Linked DNA regions of Zea mays: regions 1 and 2 are each linked to region 3. The links are chromatin contacts, called in public Hi-C maps. All regions are on one chromosome and are shown on one strand. The core of a region is the stretch at or near the end of the contact, and the rest is flanking DNA. Distances in the headings are between cores, read along the strand shown.

The links. Hi-C and Micro-C count contacts between places; a contact is called where the count stands out from the background.
Region 1: a Hi-C map of leaf shows a contact between it and region 3, with 4 times the contacts expected there. The contact joins the promoter of LOC100282919 here to the promoter of LOC100193000 in region 3. A contact is called at or near these places in 5 of 25 Hi-C or Micro-C datasets (bundle sheath, ear, leaf and 1 more) and 1 of 3 datasets of contacts at active chromatin or transcription factors (seedling).
Region 2: a Hi-C map of ear shows a contact between it and region 3, with 2.7 times the contacts expected there. The contact joins the promoter of LOC100383135 here to the promoter of LOC100193000 in region 3. A contact is called at or near these places in 4 of 25 Hi-C or Micro-C datasets (bundle sheath, ear, root tip and 1 more).

The regions. Positions count from the first base shown.
Region 1 is chr2:202,489,713-202,493,680 of Zm-B73-REFERENCE-NAM-5.0, forward strand. It overlaps LOC100282919, which reads left to right and starts at 1,971. Exons shown (of 7, transcript NM_001155824.1): 1 at 1,971-2,300; 2 at 2,387-2,744; 3 at 2,830-2,879; 4 at 3,942-3,968. The coding sequence starts at 2,064.
Region 2 is chr2:202,579,609-202,583,087 of Zm-B73-REFERENCE-NAM-5.0, forward strand. LOC100383135 (ARO1-like protein 2) reads left to right here and starts at 1,755. Exons shown (of 1, transcript NM_001175801.2): 1 at 1,755-3,479. The coding sequence starts at 1,874.
Region 3 is chr2:202,355,123-202,358,850 of Zm-B73-REFERENCE-NAM-5.0, forward strand. It overlaps LOC100193000, which reads right to left and starts at 1,604. Exons shown (of 9, transcript NM_001138170.2): 1 at 1,345-1,604; 2 at 1,228-1,254; 3 at 433-502. The coding sequence starts at 1,488.

The DNA of each region.
Region 1 (3,968 bases), core at 721-3,220, 130 kb after region 3:
AAGGGTGTGTGCCGAGGTTCATTCAATTTGGTTTTGTTAGTCACCCACCTTAGGGAGGAGTACTGTTTTTGTACGACCGGTGAAACCTAACGGGCGACTACACATCAGGGGAATCTTTGTAAAGGCTACGTAGTGAATCCCTGGCCATTCACCTCGGTAGTGAAGATCGGGTCTGTACAACACAGACTGGGAAGGGATCACGATTCATGGGTAAAGTGTGCAACCTCTGCAGAGTGTTAGAAACTAGTATATCAGCCGTGCTCACGGTTATGAGCAGCCTTGAGAGCTCCTTTTATTAGAGTTACTCTGAATCTTTTTATGATGATGCTTAATGATGATGATAATATCTATGGCATGGTATTTCCTCTTGGAATGAGTGTCATTTGGGTGATGACTTGGGATTATTGATAAAACTTGGTTTTTCTACTGGTAATAAATATCTTTGCTGAGTACGTTGATGTGTACTTTAGCCAAACATACATCTAGTCCACTTTAGCCAAACAGGACATTTGCTGAGTACGTTGATGTGTACTCACCCTTGCTTTAAAACACCAAAAACCTAGGTTGTCCACATTGCAACCAGTGCTCAGGAGAAGATGAAGGCAATGTGGAGGACTTTCAGGAGTTTCAGGACTTCGATGAGTTCTAGATTAGTTTAGTGGCAAACCCTAGTCAGCTGCCTATGAAGGCCTTATCTTACTGTGTTTCATTCAGCACTTTGATTATGACTTAAGTTAATGACTCTGTGGATGTCTTGGACATCTTGATACAATAAAGTATTTATTTGCGCTATTATTTTGAGCAATGTGTGATGATTTTCAACTATGTAATCACTATGTACGTGAATTTCTTATCCTGGCACGTACATGGTTCACATTCGGTTTACCTTATAAAATGAGGTGTGACACCAACCCAAGTCCCCGCCAAGCAAGTCTGAGAGACGGAGTGGCCGACCAAGTCCTCGTCGAGCAAGTCTGCGAGGCAGAGTTGCCTTGCTCGACAAAGCTGCCGACCAAGTCCTCGCCGAGCAAGTCGGCGAGGCGGAGCGACCGACCGACCAAACCCTCGCCGAGCAAGCCACGAGACAGACCCGAATCTTGTGGTACGCCCACACCAGCTGCGACAAGACACATCATCATCCAGCCACATATGGATGTGCGCGCACTGTACATGATGAGCGCTAGGGGATCATCACCGGCACACTTGTATGTCCCCAAGAATGGTTGAGGCATGCCCCCGTTGCCCGTAGAGTCGATGAGCCTCAGTCATAGGAGATCTCAACAAAGGAGTCTCAACAATGACCCACATATTAAAAAAGATAGACAACACGCCATGTTGAGCGATTTTATTAGCTTCCACTCAACGACTTTTTTTTACAACTGATAGCATACAACAACATTTTTTCACGGTCCATAAACCACTGTAGTTTTTTCCACATTAACAACCCAACCAAATTGACCTCAAGCCGCAATCAAGTTGGCTCTGAGGCTCTGCGTCATTCGGGTAGGGATGATAATAGATCTTGATCCAAATGCTCATTCACAATTTGATAGGACCCTAAATTACTTCTAGTTTAAAAATGAACATAAATAGATCTAAATGCTCCTTCACAATTTGATAGGACTCTATATTACTTCTAGTTTAAAAATAAACATAAATAGAGTCCGGCCCTAATCAGATTTTATCTTTAACTTTTATAGTCTAAGGATTTTTAGTCCCTACATTTTATTCTATTTTAGTCTATAGATTACTAAATATAGAAACTAAAATAAACATCCCTACATTTAGTTTCAATATTTGGTAATTTTGGAACTAAAATTGAATAAAATGAAGGGACTAAATATTAGTCCTTAGAAACTAAACACCCCCTAAGATGCAGAGTCCACTGTCACCCCTACATTTAGGGTCCAGTTTAAACCGAAACCACACTGCTAATCGGCCATTAGTTTAGACAAAGCGCAAGACCAACCAGTAACCACTCCGTGGCCTCCCGGGAAAGGGGCTTAACTCGAGTCGCTAATCCTTTTCCTTGTATCTCCCCGTCTCCATCCTCGCTCGCCGCCATGGAAGGTTCGAAGGGGAGTGGAGGTGGTGGGGCCGGTGCCGGGTCCGAAAAGCCAAGCGCCGAGTCGAACCCTAGTCTGAATCTGCCGCCACCTACCGCAGCGGATGTCGAAGCCACGGATGACGGTGGCGCCACGGCCGCGGCCGCGGCAGCTGCCGAGGCGGCCAGGCGGCCGTTCACTGCCCTCAGCCAGGAGGAGGCTGACCTCGCCCTAGCCCGCGTCCTGCAGGAGCAGGTAAGCGACGACGAGATCTCGCGGCCTCGGGGCTGCTCATAGGGTTGTTGCCTCCTCCGATTAACCCGTGCTTCGGATCGTTGCAGGAGCGGGCGTACATGTTGCTCCGGATGAACGGGAGCGGTGGCGAGGGCAGCGACTACGGGAGCTCTGATGCAGGGAGCTACGAGTACGACGAAGAGGGAGATGACTACGAAGAGGAACTGGAGCACCACCTCCGCGTCCACCACCACGAACACCCCTCGGGCGATGGTGATGGAGAGGGAGAGGGCGAGGGCGCCGAGGGGAGCGATTACGACGAAGAGTACGAGGAGGACGAAGAAGGGGAGCCGGAAGTAGATCCCGCGGAGTTTGAGAACGATGAGGCTTATGCGCGTGCGCTGCAGGATGCTGAGGAGCTTGAGGTCGCCGCGCGGCTTATGGCTCTCGCTGGTCTCAGCGATTGTGAGCACATACTATTCATTGCCCCAATTCTAGTTCAGTTTACAATTTAGTTGGTTGCTGGTGTAATTTTGGCTTTCCTGTGCAGGGCGAACTGTGGATGTGGAGCATGAGGAGGATCATGTGAATGACCCACAGGTTGTGATTCATCTCATTGTTGATGAATTTTACCTTTGGTGGCTTGGTGCTAGGGAAGATCACTTGAGTTTGCAATTAATGGTCTCATAAGAAACAAAATGCCATATCCCGCTCTTTGTTAATTTCTGTTCATGCAAACTAGTGGAGTTGTTCTTTGATCAATGCAACATGTATGATGTTTCACAACAGTGAGCATGATTTGTGCCATAGTTTATTGATTCATCTAAAATAATTTAGCTTGTTAGTTATTGATACCATAATACTTTCCTTAGATAGATTGTTGATGATATTTCCTACCTGGAACACATCTGCTCCTTTTCTTTCTAAATTTATGCATTTGGAATTTTGATTGTACAGATTTTAGGGGTCTTTTTATATTTTTTAATGAAGGGATTATCAGTTACTCATTTATATGTTAGTTAATTATATTTCTCACTTAAAATGAAATGTTGTTGCAGTGAGTGGCAACTTAAATGTTGATTGTAAATAAAACCACACTAGACTACTGCCACTTTGGAAGTGGTTTTGGAGACACGTGTAATCTTTATATCTCGCCCATTTAAAGAGCTGTCTATATGTGCATGACTTTCCTTCATGTTGTTTTTGTTCTATCAAAGATTAGTATGGATTCATTGCTGTTAGATTGCATTTATTTCTGCTTGTTTGGCTTCAACTATAAATGATATAAACAGAGTTTTTCTCGCACTTAGATTTGTAGTTCAGGATCTAAATAAAGAGCCATATCTACTTGGATAGTTTGATGTTTTAGTTATGATTAGGTTTTCCTTTACTAATCTTGAACCATCTGCCATTCTAGTAATAAAATTCATAAGCAACATATAGCATCTATTGTTTTATGATTACTAGCCAGGTACTACTATTGTCCTCAGTCCTCTAGAGATGGTTGACATATTTCCCATTTATCCCTAGAGTTTTTATACAGGGGAGATTTATGTCATTGTTCACATATTGGTTTTAATTTCTTTCGTACTTATTTGTAATCAGTCAACTATGATGAATGATAAACAACTTAAATTTCTCTATGCTTTTATGAAAACCCAGGAGGCATGGCAAGAGGTTGATCCAGAC
Region 2 (3,479 bases), core at 505-3,004, 220 kb after region 3:
GTTGTGGATTACGGCGTTAGGGGCCTGTGCAGCGTTCTCAGAGTTGAGAGCTCGCGCGTCACCTTCACCATGGGTGCTCTGGGTGTTGGTAATAAGGTCGCATGTCCATGGTGTCTGCACTGCACCTAGCACGAAATGCCCTGTCGGTCATCGGGTGTTGCGCCCTCTTGGCCTCATTCTCCTTCGCCGACGATGATGGTCGAGGCAAGGTGGATTAATTTGGTCACCGTACCGGACCAGGGCACAACGAGGTGGCGTGGTGCAGCCCGGTGCGGTGCCGACGACAAGTGCACATGGAAGCAAGGATCCTCGTGGACATGGTGGACCTCTGGATGGAAACAAGACCGTCGGCTTGACATGTCCTTGCTAGTTTCATCACTGCTTCGGACAATGAGCCAAAATAGTTAATCTGGCTGTATATAATACAGTGCTATAACCGTGTAAAACACTATTCTTTTCGTTGTAAATTACAATTTGTTTGAACGACTCGTCTTGTTCAAATTTTTAGAAAAAATGAAAATTCAAAGTCATATTTAAAATATATTATATGCTAAACATATCACAACAAAAAATAACAATAATTATGAATTTTTTGAATAAGATGAACCAGTTAAACTTAGGATAAAAAATTCAAACGAATTATAAATTTGAACCAAGGGAGTATTTTGCACTCCGAATGTTTTTTTTATATGTGTAGGCCCTGTTTGGAAAATCCGGTGAAGTTGATGAAACAGTTCATTAGAAGCTTTAGAAAATCACAACGCTGAAGCCATAAGTTTTTAGAAGACATTTAGAGAACCGTTTTGTTTTTCTATTTAGATAAAATAATAAGTTTTAAAACCGTTTAGATTTATATTATAGTACACCATTGCTTCACGTTGAAGCTGGAACCCATAGCAGTACCGTCTCCTAGATGCGTATCATTGAACACGAGTAATTTCTTTAACATTTCGAAAGTGTTTTGTATACACACATGTGCACCTAACATTAAATGGGATTGTTTCGCCTGGATGGCTAATACTAAATGCTTACATATAATACTGGCAGTTCATTAGCTGTAACCACTCAACGTGCTACCTAACATTTCGGAAACCAAAGCGGCATGAACAGAAAGGTAGGTGCATTTAAAGTTTGCGATATACTCCTACTCCATAAAGTTTGCGATATACTTACATTGAATACATGAAGTCAAATGGAAACTTGGTATCAGAAACGATTGATAGGGAAAAAAACAGATTTGGTGAATGCAGCCGGATCTGAAGCGTTGCAGTATTCCCTGATTCACCCGGGCCACGCGTCAGGACAGGAGGGGCTCCATCCACCGATCCACGTGGTAACAGTCAGCCCGGCACGTCGCCCGCTAGCTAGGCAGAGTGGCAGGGCAGGCAGACAACTATAGCCAGCAGCCAGCCAGGCAAAGGCCAAAGGCAGCCAACCACCCTCCGATTCCATTTCCATCCCTCGGTGCTGCATTTGACTTGACCCCGCAGAGAGAGAGAGAAGCCGCAAAGCCGACGCGAATGTAGCGCAGAGACAACGCGACGGCCGTTGCTGCCGTCCCGTCCCGTGCTCTGCGCGGCCTGCCGCCAGCTCAGGCACGCGCGCGCGCGGCGCGCCCAACCCGGCCCTCGCCCAAAAAAACCAAGAACCATGCCAAATTAACTCGCTGCCACCACCGCCCCCCGTTCACCTCCTCTTCCTCCTCCAGTTCTCCCCCAATTCCCACCCTGCGGAGGAGGCAGGGAGGAAGGTCGGATCGAGCAGCCCGCCTGCTGCGGGATTGGGGACAGGGCCTGGCGCCTGGGGCCGGCCGCCATTAGGTTGCTTGACCGCGCCGCCGCGGCGAGGGGCCAGCGTCGTCGGGCGGGACGGGATGGACGACCTCAAGCAGATCCTGGCGCGCCCGATCCAGCTCGCCGAGCAGGTAATAAAGTGGTCCGACGAGGCCTACACGTTCCGGCAGGAGTGCATGGAGCTCAAGGCCAAGGTGGAGCGCCTCGCCGGCCTCCTCCGCCAGGCCGCGCGCGCCGACCTCTACGAGCGCCCGGCGCGCCGCATCTTCGACGACACCGAGAAGGCGCTCGACAAGGCGCTGGCCCTCGTCGACAAGTGCCGCGCCCACGGCCTCGTCCGCCGCGTCTTCACCATCATCCCCGCGGGCTCCTTCAAGAAGATGACCAACCAGCTCGACAACTCCGTCGGCGACCTCTCCTGGCTCCTCCGCGTCTCCTCGTCGGCCGGCGACGACGACGACGACCTCGACGCCCACATCGGACTCCCGCCCATCGCGCAGAACGAGCCCATCCTCTTCCTCATCTGGGAGCAGATCGCCGTGCTCTACACCGGCAACCTCGACGCCCGCGCCGACGCCGCCGCCAGCCTCGTCTCGCTCGCGCGCGACAATGACAGGTACTGCAAGCTCATCATAGAGGAGGACGGCGTGCCGCCGCTGCTCAAGCTCGTCAAGGAGCCGCACCTCGAGGGGCAGGAGAACTGCGCGCTCGCCATCGGCCTGCTGGGCCGCGACCCGGAGTGCGTCGAGCAGATGGTCCAGGCCGGGGTGTGCCTCGCCTTCGCCAAGGTGCTCAAGGAGGGACCCATGAAGGTGCAGGCCATGCTGGCCTGGGCCGTCTCGGAGCTCGCCGCCAACCACCCCAAGTGCCAGGACGCCTTCGCGCAGCACAACGTCATCCGGCTGCTCGTCGGCCACCTCGCTTTCGAGACGGTGCAGGAGCACTCCAAGTACGCCGTCACGTCCAAGATGTCGATACACTCCGTGCTGATGGACAGAAAGAACAACGCCGCCTCTGCGGTTCAGCCGGACTTGCTGGATGCAGGGGAGCACGCCGGCATGAGGTATCCGACTGGACACGTTCCCCAGGGCAAGAACGAGATCCACAGTCTGGTGCAGTCCACCATGGCTGCGAAGCCTAACGGAGGCAGTGGTAAGCACAGCAACATATCATCCACTAGTAACGCTGGTGTCGCGGCAACGAAGCAGCACAACGCGTCACTGTCAGGAACGAGTACAAGGGGCAGGGAGTTCGAGGACCCTGAGACGAAGGCATACATGAAAGCTAACGCAGCCAAGGCGCTGTGGCAGCTTGCCAAGGGAAACGCCGCTATCTGTAAGAACATCACGGAGTCAAGGGCTCTGCTCTGCTTCGCCGTTCTCCTCGAGAAAGGTGAAGGTGACGTGCAGTATAATTCCGCAATGGCTCTCATGGAGATCTGCTGCGTGGCCGAGCAGAATTCCGACCTCCGACGATCGGCGTTCAAACCAACTTCTCCGGCTGCCCGGGCTGTTGTTGACCAGTTCCTACGTGTCGTTGAGAAGGCCGAGTACGACGATCTCCTGATTCCCTGCATTATCTCGCTGGGTTGCTTGTCCAGAACCTTCCGTGCTACAGAGACCCGGATCATCGGGCCACTGGTGAAGCTTCTTGATGAGAGGGAAGCAGATGTCTCTCGGGAGGCAG
Region 3 (3,728 bases), core at 354-2,853:
AGACATTTTGTATTCAACAGAAGAGCCTGCTAGAAACATGGAAGAAGTGTTTCCATGCTAGATGGTACTCATACAGGATACAGGTAGATCCTATGCTCTACTTTCTTACAGTTACATAAAAAGCGTTCAGGAAAGTCATTAGCAAATCTAAGCAAACATTTTCCCAACAGTATTTTTTTCTATGAGCCAACTATCCAAACACTGAATTAGCGACGGATGCACACTTTAGCAGATAGCCTTGTACAGAACACAAAGAAAATAAGTGATATATTAGTAAATGCAAATACACAGTAAGGTATACATATCAAAACATTTACGGGAACCTATGTGCAACAGGAAAACATAAGAATACCAATCAGATGCATGCACCAAATGTTAATATCATAGAAAGAGGAAGATTAGGATATGTGAAGATGAAACAAATGAGCTTACCTACATCAGTTTCAAGGGTAGCAGCATTCAATTCAGAGACAAGTTTGCTAATGGAGTCCTTTGTTCCATTCTGAAGAAGAGGGAAAAGAAACAGACATCAACACCACAAATTCTAAGATGAGTAACTAAATACACCAAGGGACATAACTTAATGTTGCTAGCAAGAGCTCCTGAAGTGAAGAAGCTCCGTATATGAAATAGGATGTTTGTTCAAAGCAAATAAGCCATGTTCGCTGATCCAAAGATGAAGCCCAAAAATGAATTTACAAAGTTGAAGCTTGAGTTTTGGCTGATGAATCTTGCAGACCCATTACTAATAGACAACCACAACTCAAAAGTTCACAACATGCATCATTTTGCATTGCCTCCTTCGGCCAGGCCTCTCAAAGCTTAGCAAACAGGGTCAAGAAAACACCAAGGCCTCTCTATACTCAGGAGGCAAGAACTGGCAGCATTCCCTGGCATCTCTCAGCTAAAAGTTTTCTAAAAGGTGAAAGATACAACAGCAACTTTATTACCACCCTTTCGGGGGAGAAAACACTTTTATATACCAAACAAAACGGCTTTGGCTGTCAGGCCAAGCTGGGAAGCAGACAAGCGATTCTATTTGTAGAAGTGGCCATGGACAGAGTAAACCACGATGTATATATGGATGACGACAAAATCTCGTCCCGTTCCCGTTGAAATGCCCAATGCGGCAGCAGCCAAAAGATCATACAGTTACATAGCATCTCCAGGATCATCAGTTCTAGACCCCAAGGCGCGTAAAGCTGGAGAGGCAGAACAAGCACTTACGCACTTCCAGTTGCCTCCGACGAAGAACTGCAAAGGAGAGTCAAGCGGGAGCATGAGCGCAGAAATCACAGGGGCAGATTAAAGACGGCTGGTTAAAGAACGGCGGCGGCGGCGCACCTTGCCGGATCCAGCCATGGCAACGATGCGCCCGGCGCGGCGGCGGGAGCAGCCGATGCGAAGCTGATGTGGGACGGCGGGAGTGGACACCGCCGCGATTGGGGAGAGGTGGGAGGACGCGAGGGATGACGGCGCCGCGGCCATTCTAGTGTCGCTGCTGCGGTTGGTAGGGCAGACGCCAGGTTCGGGGGCGGGGTAGGCGAGGGACTAGAAGCCGTCCTCGTTCGCGAGGTGGGATGATGCGGGCAAGGGGCAACCGCAACCACCGGACACGGGCAGGGGCGGGGTAGGGAAGGTAGAATTTTTTTATTTTAAATAAAACATCATTTTAAAATCAATCTCATTTTTTTCTATTTCTCCTTTTAGTCTCGCGCCAATATATGGTATGTCTAATAGCACTCTAACAATGTCTTAAATTGGTGCCTCAAATTAAAATATAGATCTTTATACAAAAAAAAACTACTTTAACATTGCATCATTTCATAAAATTTAGTTAAAAATTATAAGTCACTCTCTTAAATGCCTTAAATATACTACATGATACCCTATAATCTAGATTTGATGCGTTACTGTTGGAGTGGAATGTTTTTGTTGATGTTCTAAATTATATAAAATATACTCATTTTTAAATTATAGGTCATTTTTGTAAGTCACGTTGTTAAAGATGGGACATGTTTGTTTCTCTCATAGATTATATAAGGTTTTGTTCGGTTATTCCCATTATACATGGATTGAATGTAATTGGAAGAAATTTAGAAGAACTTTAACTTGTTTAAGATTTAAACTCATCTAATCACACTCAATCCACCTGGATTGAGAGCTAACCGAACAAGGCCTAAGTTGAATTATAATGTAATGCTAAAAGAGTAAAATATCACTTTGAGATCACAATTAAACTAAAATAAGCTACTAATACTAGCTTATTTCAGTTTATTTATGATTATAAAGTGATATTTTACTCTCTTACTTTTGCTTACTCTTGCACTATAATTCAATTTATAATTTGCCATCATAGATAATACTTTATGAAATACATCCATTTGGCGCTGCAGTAGCGCCACGCTAATCGGATAAGCACGATAAAGTTTAACCTTAGAAAAATAGTATTCTTTCCGTTCTAAAATATAATTCGTTTAACATACATTTATTAATTAACCTATAAATTATTTATCATCATTTATTCAAATGTGGATAGGTTGATAGGAAAAAACAGGGCTTAGAAAAAACTATTTTGAAATGAAGAGAGTATTCTTTCGTATGATCTCGAGCCAAAATGGTTTTTATACAAAAGTTATAAGCATAAGATTATAAAGTGTTATACTCTCAATAAAATATATAATTTGTTAATTTTATTTTTTATTCAAGTTAATTAAGACGCTAAAAATAATACAAAATATCAATAGTATATCATCCCATCTAAATTTGTTGTGTTAAAAATCATATCTTTTGCTGTAAAATAAAAAATATTTTAAAATAAAAGTTATATTTCTTAATGAGGTATATAATTTTATACTTTAAATTTTTTTATTAAAGGTTATTAGAATTCTAAAGTAATAATATAAATTTTTGACATTATATTAATCGTGCATAAATGCTTGCTCTTATAAAAAAATTATCTTCTTATACGATGTTAGATAAAGATGCTCTTTATACCAAGAGACAGACATGTAACGTTGCATCAAGTTGTATCTTCCCTAGATAAACTGAAGAGATGCATAATAAGTCCTAAAAATAACTGGAAAATAAAAACCCAAGATTCTTTCGTGTAGGTGCAATCAAAGAGATCAAGTTTGTTATGCAAATCCTGTTGCTCTATTTTTATTTAAGCCTTGTTCAGTTATTCTATATAGATTTTGATGAAACCAAACAAACCCTCACATGGAACATCTGGATCATTCCCTTTCCTTTATTATTTTAAATTGAAATAATAAAGTTGTAGATCTCATAAAAACTACAAATTTTTTATATAATTTTTTTATTTAACATTGCACCCTTGAAATTTTATATTGTTTTTTACCATCTACATGCATCAAAGAAAATTCTGCAAAACTTTAAAGTTATAGATCTCACGGAGAGACAATTTTTATATAAACAGTTTATTTATTTGATGTCGTACTAGAAATATATGATTTTTCTAAATGATAAGACCTAACACATGACCATTTTTAGTATCTTAACAATCTTAAATAAAAAATTCAAAACTATACAATTATATATCTCATTAATAGCTAACTTTTATGCAATAATATATTACAAGAAAGATATACTTTTTCTAAGATGATAGGTCCTATTACACAATTAATATTTCGTCAGATTTTGTATTATTTTAGTTTTTATGTTATCTAAAAAACTCAAAACTGATTATAATAAATCTCGTTCAACAC